Linked DNA regions of Macaca mulatta: region 1 is linked to region 2. The links are chromatin contacts, called in public Hi-C maps. All regions are on one chromosome and are shown on one strand. Each heading gives the region's core, a stretch centred on a gene start, on an enhancer-like site or on the middle of the called end of the contact. The rest is flanking DNA. Distances are from core to core; before and after follow the strand shown.

Region 1 (5,510 bases), core at 1,594-4,093, 450 kb before region 2:
TGCACTCCAGTCTGGGGGACAAGAGCAAGACTTCATCTAAAAAAAAAAAAAAAAAATTATGGCTTAGGAGTCATGCAGCCCGAAGCCACAAGATTCCTAACTCCCCCAATTGCTCTAATAAATAATATTACTATTATAAAACATAAGATTGGTGTTCAAGGTATTTTTCAGACCCTGCATTGTGATAGACTAGCCGCACAGACTGGTAAACTGGCTCATCTGGTCTTGTGATCCCAACCCAGGAACTGACCCAGAGCAAGACAAAAGCTTCATCTCCTCATGATTTCATCCCTAACCCAACCAATCAGCACTCACCATTCCCTAGCCCCCTGACTGCTCAACTATCTTTTAAAAACCCTAGTCTCCAGACTGGCACAATCCTAGCACTTTGGGAGGCCGAGGAGGGCAATCACTTGAGAGCAGGAGTTCAAGACCAGCCTGGCCAACATGGTGAAACCCCGTCTTGACTAAAAACACAAATAATTAGCTGGGCATTGTGGCGTGCACTTGTAATCCCAGCTACTGGTGAGGCTGAGGCACGAGAATCACTTGAACAGAAGGTGGAGGTTGCAGTGAGCCTAGACTGCACCACTGCACTCCAGCCAGAGCAATGAAGCAAGACACTGTCTCAAAAACAACCGCCCCCCAAAAATTCCTTAAACTCCGAATCTGAGGAGAGCCTGATTTGAGGAATAAGAAGCCTCTGATCTCCTATTTAGCCAGCTCTATGTGTACTGAACTCTTTATCACAATTCCCGTCTTGAAAAATTGGCTCTATCTGGGCGACAGGCAAGAAGAAGCCGTTGGGTGCTTACAGTGTGATGAGTGCTATGAAGGAAATAACATAAAGGGTGATAGAGAATAACTAGAGGAGGCATTCTAGATAAAATGGTCTCAGGAGGTAACATTTGAGCTGAGTATTAAACATTGAGAAAGAATCTACAAAGGGAAGATCTAGCGCAAGACCTTTACAAGCAGTGTATAACACACACAAAAGCCCATGCCAGCAAAAAGATTTTACTTTCACAAATTCTAGAAACTCTAAGAGTAAAAAATGGTGAAAGGAAATGAAGTGATAACACATATTGTGAGTGCAGCAGGCAGAAACAGCGCCATCACCGTTTCACAACAGGATCTCAAAATACTAGGAAAAGTGCAAATTAAAACTGTGAGATACAGTTTGGTCATTATTGGATGGGGAAAGATCCAAAAGTGTGGAAAGACCGCACTGGTGAAGATATATGGAAACCCAAGGTCTTACACATTATTTGCCAGAGTGTAAATTAGTACAGTGTCTAAGGGGGGCAATTTAGCCATGTTTAGCCAATATATTATTTTAAAGGCCATATCCCAGTACAGCCAATTCCAACTCTAAGAATATTTCTGACAGATACACCCACATGCATGCACAAAGACAGTCCATGGGATCCAGTCGCATTATTCCTAACTGCAAGCAACTGGGAAAAACTTCAAGGTCCATCAGTGAGGGCCCGCATAGGCTAACCTCTGTAATAACCAAATCTCAGTGGCAGTGTCCAACCAGGTGCTTGTGGGTGACCTTCCAACAGGGACCGCATTGCCCGGCTGACAGGCCTGGTCTATGTACTGTCTGGGCATCCCATACAGTTAGCACTCATTCACCCTCAAAAGCGTCCCATCTTGAAAATAAACTCTTGTCCACTTGGTGCTTCAGGAACCTGGGCTTCTTCCACCAATATCTCTCCCAGATGCCCCAGTGCGCAGGTGGGGCCGTCCTCTAGGGCCAGGCCTGGCTAGGGCGCACCCACACCTCCTTGGCCAGACGCTGTGGGCCAGGAAGGGGCTCTGGCTCTTGCGGGAATGAGGGCGCCTAGCATAGGTGTGCACGTGGGCAGCCCCCACCCTGGGGCCCCTAAGTAAGCCGGGGCCTGCGAGCCAGGACAGTCAGGAGTTGCAACCTTGGTGATTTCTAGGAAGACATTAGAAAATGGGGTCAAAGGCCGGGTGCGGTGGCTCATGCCTGCAGACCCAGCACTTTGGGAGGCCGAGGCAGGAGGATCACTTTAGGTCAGGAGTTCAAGACCAGCCTGGCCAACAGGGTGAAACCTCGTCTCTACTAAAGATACAAAAATTAGCCGGGCGTGGTGGCGCACGCCTGTAATCCCAGTTGAGGCAACAGAATCGCTTGAACCCGGGAGGTGGAGGTTGCAGTGAGCCGAGATCGTGCCACTGCACTCCAGCCTGGGTGAGACCCTGCTAAAAAAAAAAAAAAAGAAAGAAAATGGGGTCAAGAAATGGGGGGTGGGAGGGGGGGAGTGGATTTCATGAACCTGCCTGCTCTGATGTGGCTGCATTTCCATCATGCATTGTCCTAAAAAAAGAAAAAGAAAAAAATAAAATGTAGACGTGGAGGGATGGGGGAAATTGCACAGGCCGGTCCAGGCTGTGAGGCTGCCCCCTGCCAGGCACGACGAGGGTCAGCTCTGCCGCGCCGTGAGGAAACCGGCCAAGGAAACCCCTTGAATCTGGCGAGGTCCCGCCCTGAGACGCTCGGGGAACCAGACTGCCGAGCCCTGCCTCTGGGCCGATGCCAGCCCGGTTGTGGACTGGAGAAAACCGCAACGCCACCCGCGGAATTAGAATTCGGCCGCCGCGCTTGCGCAGCTGGGTCCCCGACCCGGCCCGCGCCTGCGCAACTGGGTTCCCCCGGCCCGCGCCTGGGCAACTGGCCCCTCCCCCACAACGCAGCCCGGGCCTGCGCAACAGGGACCCTGTGACTCCCGCCTCCTGTCCCGCTTGCGCCTGCGCGGCTGGGTGCGCCCGCCCCGCCCCGCCCAGCCTGTGACGCCACGTGTATGTGGGCGGAGCCCAGGTCCTAGGGAACCGTGAGGTCGTATCCCGCTGGTGGAGGTTGGGGTGGCGCCGGCCGGGGCTGGAGAGCCCGAAAGACCGGCTGCCGCCTGCTCCCCGGAAAAGGGCACTCGTCTCCGTGGGTGTGACCGAGCGCGCGGTGCAGGGTAAGCGGCGGGCCGGGGCGCTGGCGGGGGCGGCCGGGGATCACCGACTGCAGGCGGGCCTCCCCACGCGGGCGCGCTGCGCTCCGGAGGACGGCCTCGGGGTCACTCGCACCCCGGCTCCCACCTCCTACTGCCTTCCTGTCCAGGCTTCATTAGGGCTCCCTGGACGTCTGGGCTCCGCTGACCGGTGGGGGGCAAGTCCAGTGTTTTGGGCCACAGGGCGGGCCAAATAGCAGGGGCCTCTAGCCCCAGGGGGCCCCAGCCCTGCTGCGTTCATTCATTCAACCAGCTTTTGCGGACCCGCCCCCAGTCTGCGTCAGGAACAGGCCCCTCCGCTCCTGGATGAGCCCGGCGGGGAAGCCTCGCGTAGCAGTTTCTGGGAAACAGGTAGGATCAGGCCGCTCGGACAGGACTGAGGGTGTAAGGACGATTCACCCCGGCATTGGGGTGATGTCCCGAGGAGCTCATAGGTGGTCAGGGCGGTTCTGCCCGAGCTGACCTGTGAGCCGCGGATGCCCGGACCGAGGGAGGGAGAGCCCCTGATGTGGACAGACTAGACTCCTTCAGTGGAAAACATTCAACAGCCAGGAGAGCGTGGAAGAGGAAGGAGAGATGGGAGGGTGTTTTTATTATAAGTGCAAAGGAACCAGCCACCGGGAAGTGCCTGGGCAGCTCTGGGTGTCCCTCCAGGCACCTGTATTCCAATCTTACCTGCGCGAAGCCACACACCCACGTCACACAGGATGCGGGGAATTCAGCCATAGCCTGCGGGGGGGAATCTTCCTGGGGAGAGGTGGATTACAAGGACTCTTCCTCCCACCCGCTGTGCAACAGCCATGGGCGGCGGGTAGTCATTTTTGAAGGACCTGGCAAGCACGGTACCAATCTCGAAATTGCTTTTTGTCTCCCTCCCCTTGGCCTGGAGAGAGTGACTGGCTAGCGTGTGTGTCTGCCTCCTGAAGCTTCGGGTAAAGGACCAGGGAGATGGGCAGCCCTTTGTGTCAGGAGATCTGGAAGCGCCTCCCCTCCCACCGCCTCCTGTGTAAAGGAAACAGCAGGTGGTGTTGACGGGCCTTTCATGCACCGGTTTTTGCCAAGGAGAGAAAAACCTATTGAAACCTCCCAGGAGGATGAGTGGAAGTTTCTAATGTGCTTTATTTTTGGATACAGCGTGCATGGCAGGCATTTGCATTCATGGCCCTTCCGTGTACAGGAACTGAAAACCTGAAGAAACTGGCCAACAGATTAGGCAGCCATCAATCCACATCAGATGGCGCCTGTATTTCCAAGAGGTGGCTTGCCATCCCCATCTCCTAGAAAGCCAACCAGGGGACAGGGCAGCTCCTACCACCGACAACACTGCTCCACCCTCGACAACACTGCTCCACCCTCAGATTCTCCTCTCTGACTCCTGCCTGGAGGGTGGCCTCGGCAGGAGCCACACCTCTCTGTTTGCCTGTGTGCACCCTACTTCCTATCCCTGCCTCCCCTTGGTCCCCACCTGCTACCTTCCTTACAGCCTCATCCCACCCTCTCTCTCCTTTAAAGAACAGACTGAGATGACATTGTTTTCCTCAGTGAGTCTGTCAGGGAGAACGTGATCAACAAATTCACGCTGTGGTGTTAGTGGTTCCCACAGAAACCCCATTGCCCCTCCTGCAGGTGTCTCAGCCATGGGCAACACTTTAATCTAGTGGAATGACATTGGTGTTAAGATCTGGGCCACAGGGATATGGAGGTGACCTGTTCCTTGGGGAGAGGGTATGGTGAACATGATTGTAAGAACTCTTCTTCCCACCCCTGTGCATGAGCAAGGCTGTTCCTGGTTCTGTGCTCTCTCAGTACTGTGTTCTAATTGGACTCTTGTTTTTGTCTTCCTGAACTTGGTGTGTAACTTCAGTAATTATGTCTATGTAAGGTATGTCTATGTATGTGAGTGTTTTTTGGATATCTAAAGTAGTCTTGTACTTACAGGGAAGGTGAAGTGATAAAGCACGTTCAATTTGGGGACTGAAGCTGGGGACTCTTGTGTGCTCCACCACACACTGACTGCAATCTCAGACAGGTCCGTTTACACACATTCCCAGGGCCTTGGTGCTGTCTTAGGGAAACCCAGGGCTGTGAGGTGGGCTTTGTGGGGCACTGGACACGGGACATGGCACATAAAGGGTTATTTTAAATGGGTAGACAATAAATAACTAGCAACTTTGCCTCTAGATTTAATATACCACCTGTGAATCTGATCATGTAGAATATGGTTCTTAGACTAACAAAGGACATGATAAGACTTGATTATGGGCCAGGTGCGGTGTCTCACACCTGTAATTCCAGCACTTTGGGAGGCCGAGGTGGGCAGATCATTTGAGGTCAGGAGTTTGAGAGCAGCCTGGCCAACATGGTGAAACACCGTCTGTACTAAAAATACAAAAATTAGCCAGGTGTGGTGACGTGTGCCTGTAATCCCAGATACTTGGGAGGCTGAGGCAGGAGAATTGCTTGAACCTGGGAGGCGGA
Region 2 (5,395 bases), core at 351-2,850:
CAAGCATTACAGGGTTATTGAGGACTAATATAATTCACATTTTATGAAGATATAAGGCTCCGACTGGTTAATTCCTTGAGGCACTTTCAGCTAGGTTTTCGGAGAGCTGTGATTCATATTCAAATGTCTGATTTTTAAAGCCCAAACTCTGGAACTACAGCAAGAATTGGCCTAAAGCAGTAATTTAATTGGAATGCACAGGGCTCAGCTTACTAATAACACACAGGTAAATATGCAACGTCCGCAGCCAGAGATACTGGAGGCAATATGGCACAGGGTGGTACCCCGGAGGTGGAGGCCAACGTTATATAGAAGGGACAGTTAAAAGTGGGGAATGCCTCAGTAAAGTCATGAAGACAGACTTCAAAAATGTCCACGGATTCTGGCAATTTGGGATTGCCTAGTGACCCACCAAGTCTATTCAGTCTAGTGGTGAAGATAAAGCAACATTACCATGGATTTAGTAATAAATAGGAGGTAGAGATAAGGAGATAACGGGTATGGATTTCTCCGGGAAAACATGGTTGTCAAGAGAGACAGGTAACATCTAGAGCAGGAAGAACAGCCCAAAGGGAGGCATCCTTTTTACAGCTTTTTTAAAACTATAGGGTAAACATGAATATACGGCAGGAGTGGAATGCAGCTAAAAAGAAAACGGATGAGGTAGTGGAAGAACCAGGGACACAAAAACTGATGAAGCATGAAGAGGACGGGGAGCTCAGGTTTGGACGAATTAGCTTTTGAAAGTGGGTTTTCCACATCTGATAAATCCTTTGCTTTCCCCTTGAAGCTGAAGAAAGAGAAAGAGAAGCCGGGGTGGACTCGGGCTGGAACACGGGAAGGTCTGAAACTGCCTCCGCGCGTGTAGAGGAGCGGTGCCGCGAAGCAGCGCCTCGGGAAAGGCATGCCCTCGCAGCACGGGCTTTTGCTGTGTCACCTCAGAAAGCCACGGGGACCACCACCCCGCCACGGAGGCCAGAAGGAGTTCTGTGGGGACAATTCTCTAAAGCAGGGCTTATGTCCAGGCTCGGTACTGACAGCCGTGTCCCTTCTTGGGGCAACACTGGGGCTAAGTCTACCAAGTCTCCTCCCGGCACCCCCCACACCGACACCCTGACTGGGGGCGGGCCCAGCGCCTGGTCTCGCGGCTTTGCTGTCGCTTCCCACGCCCACGGGCACCTCCGCCACCGTGGCAGCCGTCACGGAGCCCTTCCGCGTCCCGAGCGCCGAGGCACCCGCCAGCGGCCGCCCCGGGGCTCGAGGTTGGGTGGCGAGCGGTGGCCAGGTCAGGGAAAGCAGACCCGCAGGGCCCGCGCACCTCCAGCCACCTCCGCACCCGGACGCTCCCGAGGTCTCAACCAGCAAGAGCGGCCCAAGGCGCCAGGGTGGAAGTGGGGTCACGGGGAGGTGAGCGCGCAGGACGCTGCGGGGCGCACTGACCCCGCCCAGAGGAGCGCCACTGGAGGGGACGTTACCTCCAACATGCCTCTCCTGCTCGCCCCGGCAGTGTCGATGAGAGTGTTATCCAAGTCAAAGAAAACGGCCCGCACACGGCTCAGCCCCATAGCGCCGGCCGCTCGCGCGACCCGTAGCCTCGCCGCCGCCGCCTGCACATGCGCAAGGCGGGCTGCCCCGCGAAACGTGGGAGGAGCCGCGAGGTCACCAGACCCTCTCCAGGCGGCGGGGGAATTCCCGCGATCGGTTCATTCCCTGCGCCGCCGAGAAAAGTGAGATCCCGCGAGATTCCCGGGGTCCGGTCTCTCAAGAGTGCTGGAAGCGTGCGTGGGCGCGGCGGCGTGGCGCGACTTCTCAGTGGCTGTGGCTGGGGTTGGTCCGAAGCGTGGTCCTCTTCCTGGTGTCTTTCTGCTTCTTGCTTACCTCCCTGGGCCGTCCGGCGCGAGGGACCGTCATCGCTGCCTCTAGGGAGGTTGTCTGCGCTGCCAGGCGCTGGGCAGCGGGCTCTCCGGGTGGCCGGACGGGCGGCGCGGAGTCGTCTGCGGGCCCGGTGTCGGCCGTGAGCGCCCGCGGTCCTAGCCTGGCTGTGCGTGCAGGTCACTGTCGGCGATCCGGGGATGGCAGAAGGTGGAGCCTGCGCCTTCCCACCTCGCGCCGTTTGCGGCCTTCACCGGGGTGGAATCCCTGTCAGCTTGGGCCCGCGCCAGCCTGTTTTTGAAAGAAAGATGTGACTTGGGTCTCTTACAACCCGTTGAGTACCTGTGCCCGAAGACGAAGGGACTGTGTGGTGGCTGCCCCATGTTTTGCCCTTCCTGATTGCTTTCCTGAAACCTTGAGTTCTCAGGTTTTTGGATGCCTTTTACTCGGTTGTTTTCAGGCTCAGCAAGAGGTTGAGGGGCGTCGACCGCTTGTTAAACCCGCGGAAGGGCTGTAGCAGCTCTTGCCTCCTAATGCTGGCAGAACGGGGATCGTGACCCTAATCTCTAATCTTTGTCTCTCTTGGGTAACTTTACTGTAATTTGGATATGTGGTCATCTTTAATGACCAGAAATTGACTGTCAGGTATTACAGAGCTACAGGCCAATTACCTGATTTTGTTTAGCCAGTTAGCTAAGTGGTTTATTTTTAAATTTATTTTTATTTTCGAGATGGAGTCTTGCTCTGTCACCCAGGCTGGAGTGCAGTAGCGTGATCTCCGCTCACTGCAACCTCTGCTTCCCGGGTTCAAGCAATTCTCCTGTTTCAGCCTCTTGAGTAGCTGGGATTACCGGCGCATGTCACCACCCCCGGCTAATTTTTGTATTTTTAGTGGAGACGGAGTTTCACCATGTTGACCAGGCTAGTCTCGAACTCCTGACCTTGTAATCCACCAGTCTTGGCCTTCCAAAGAGCTGGGATTACAGGCGTGAGCCACCGAGCCTGGCTAAGGGTGATTTTTTACATTTGTAAATGGATTTTAAAAATGGATAAAAAAAATCAAAATAACAGTATTTTGTTGCACACAAAAATCAGTAAATTTTAGTGCCCATAGTTGCATTAGAACACAGCACACTCATTCATTTCTGTATCGTCTGCAGCTGCTTTTGCCATACGGAAGCAGAGTAATTGCAAGTGAGATCACATGGCTGGAAATCCTAAAGTATTCATTATTTAGCTCTTTAGAGAAAAAAATTGCCACTCTCTCGCCTCGCTGGTGGAACTCCTTAACAGATCACTGATGTTCAGTAGGTTAGATTAATTGGTTTATCTTTATATTAATAGGAATTTCTTCTGCAGTATTAGACTACCTACAGTTTCTGTATTTTATGGAGCACAATCACAGTTGACATCTCATTGCTGGGGTGAAGAATAAACCCATATGCATTCTTCAAAACCATGACTCCTTTCTGTGCTTACCTCGTTGATGTATAGGGCTAGCCTATCAATTGTGGACATTTAGATTAGCAATCAGCCAAAATTATGAATGCATTAATTGGAGTTAGACTTTTAATTGCCTGAAATGTCAGAATCAATTTAACATAAAACCATAGGCACACGAAGCTGTTAGGATTGGAGCAGGTTTTTTTTTTTTTTTTTTTTTTTTTTTTTCTGACTGGCATGCAGAGTTTGTTGATTTAGGCACAAATCTAAGGTTAGATGAGACATAGCAGTCTGTATAATCCTTTTAAGGGGATGAATTGTTTGACAGATTTCTTTTTGTGGCAAGTTGTCTAATGGCATTCCATGACCTATCCAACTTTGTGTAGAGCACCCTATTCTGTTGCTGTTCATAAAAATCTGAATCTGTTGTCCCACCCGCAGCACCTATTGAAAATAAAAAACAGGAGAGGGAGGATAAAAATTGGTCTATACTGCCTCCTCCAATTGCAGAAACATCTGTACCGCCTCCTTCGGTGGTAGAAAAAAAATCCCAATACAAAGAATTTTACACTCTGCTGTCATAGCTGGAGAGCCCTTAGGATCTTGCGCTTTTCCTCTTTCGGTAAGGCCTGATCCAAATAATCCACAGTAGGTTATTCATAAACACACTCCACAAGAATTTAAGTTTTTGAAGGAATTAAAAACTAGTGTGGTCAATAATGGAGTACAAAGCCCATGGTTCCCAGAGGAAGGAATGCTAGACGTAGAACTCTGGGAACAAGTGGGGAGAAACCTTAAACAACATCAGGCGCAAAGGCATCAGGTCCTGATGAAGTCTTTAATGTTATGGGCTTTAATTTGAGCAGCCCTGGCACAGTTACACACAGAAGATCCTAAAAAGAGGAAGGAGAAGAAAGTGTCACCTGCCTTATCACCTCCTCTTCCCTCAGCCCCAATATCACTGGGCCAAAATAACAAAGAGGAAACAGGTCTTACCTAAGCCTCCTCCCCAATAGATAGGAAAAGGGACAGAGGATACGCTACAGCTATCAGTCCCTGTCCAGGCTCTACTATAACCAGCACGGACCTAGGGGGACTGAACAAAAGAGGGGAACACGGGAATGAAAGACAAGAGATAAAAGTATATTTGGAAGAAGGGGTCAGAGGGCACCTTGCCTCCAGTGGACAAGGGGCCTGAGCTTTACATAGCCCTCCGTATTAGTCAAAAGAGATAGCGAGAAAGGGCTTGGTTGTCAGGTAATAGTCGGCCATTTGGTTCATAGCAGGATTGCGAGACTGCATCCTTTGGACAATAGGCACTAGATTTCTCAATAGATAACTTCAAGGAGCCTGGCACCAGGAGGTGATGTCCTTCAGCAAACCTTTTGGTGGCGGGGCAGTGTGAATTTGCCCACATCCTGCATTCATGATGAACAGTTTGCTGTTTGATCATATAGCCTCCAGAGGAATGCTGAGTTGGTCGTGTCCCATGGGTCTTCAGCTCCTTGCAACTTTGCTACTTGAATAATGGCTAGATGCAGTAAAACCTGACAGCTTTATTATTTTATTATTAACTGTTTTTTTGAGATGGATTTTCGCTCTTGTCGCCCAGGCTGGAGGGCAATGGCGTGATCTCAGCTCACTGCAACCTCCACCTCCTGGGTTCAGACAATTCTCCTGCCTCAACCTCCCAAGTAGCTGGGACTACAGACATGCACCACTATGCCTGGCTAATTTTGTATTTTTAATAGAGACGGGGTTTCACTCTATTGGCCAGGCTGGTCTCAAACTCCTGACCTCAGGTGATCCACCCACCTCCGCCTCCCAAAGTTCTGGGATTACGGGCATGAGCTTCTGTGCCTGGCCGACATCTTGATTGATTGATCGATTGATTGAGACAGAGTCTCACTCTGTTGCCCAGACTGGAGTGCAGTGGCATGATCTCGGTTCCCAGCTTCAAGCGATTCTCCTGCCCCGGTCTCTAGTAGCTGGGATTAAAGGTACATGCCACCATGCCTGGCTAATTTTCATATTTTTAGTAGAGATGGGGTTTCGCCATGTTGGCCAGGCTGGTCTTGAA

The links. A called contact is a pair of places that touch in the nucleus more often than the background predicts.
Region 1: a Hi-C map of liver shows a contact between it and region 2, with 5 times the contacts expected there. The contact joins the promoter of ENTPD6 here to the promoter of NANP in region 2. A contact is called at or near these places in 2 of 14 Hi-C or Micro-C datasets (cortical neurons and liver).

The regions. Positions count from the first base shown.
Region 1 is chr10:58,952,367-58,957,876 of T2T-MMU8v2.0, reverse strand. It overlaps ENTPD6 (ectonucleoside triphosphate diphosphohydrolase 6), which reads left to right and starts at 2,843. Exons shown (of 16, transcript XM_077951089.1): 1 at 2,843-2,996; 2 at 3,286-3,383; 3 at 4,971-5,061.
Region 2 is chr10:58,500,412-58,505,806 of T2T-MMU8v2.0, reverse strand. NANP (N-acetylneuraminic acid phosphatase) reads right to left here and starts at 1,600. Exons shown (of 2, transcript NM_001266157.1): 1 at 1,476-1,600. The coding sequence starts at 1,565. It overlaps LOC114670419, which reads left to right. Exons shown (of 4, transcript XR_013399698.1): 1 at 1-1,407.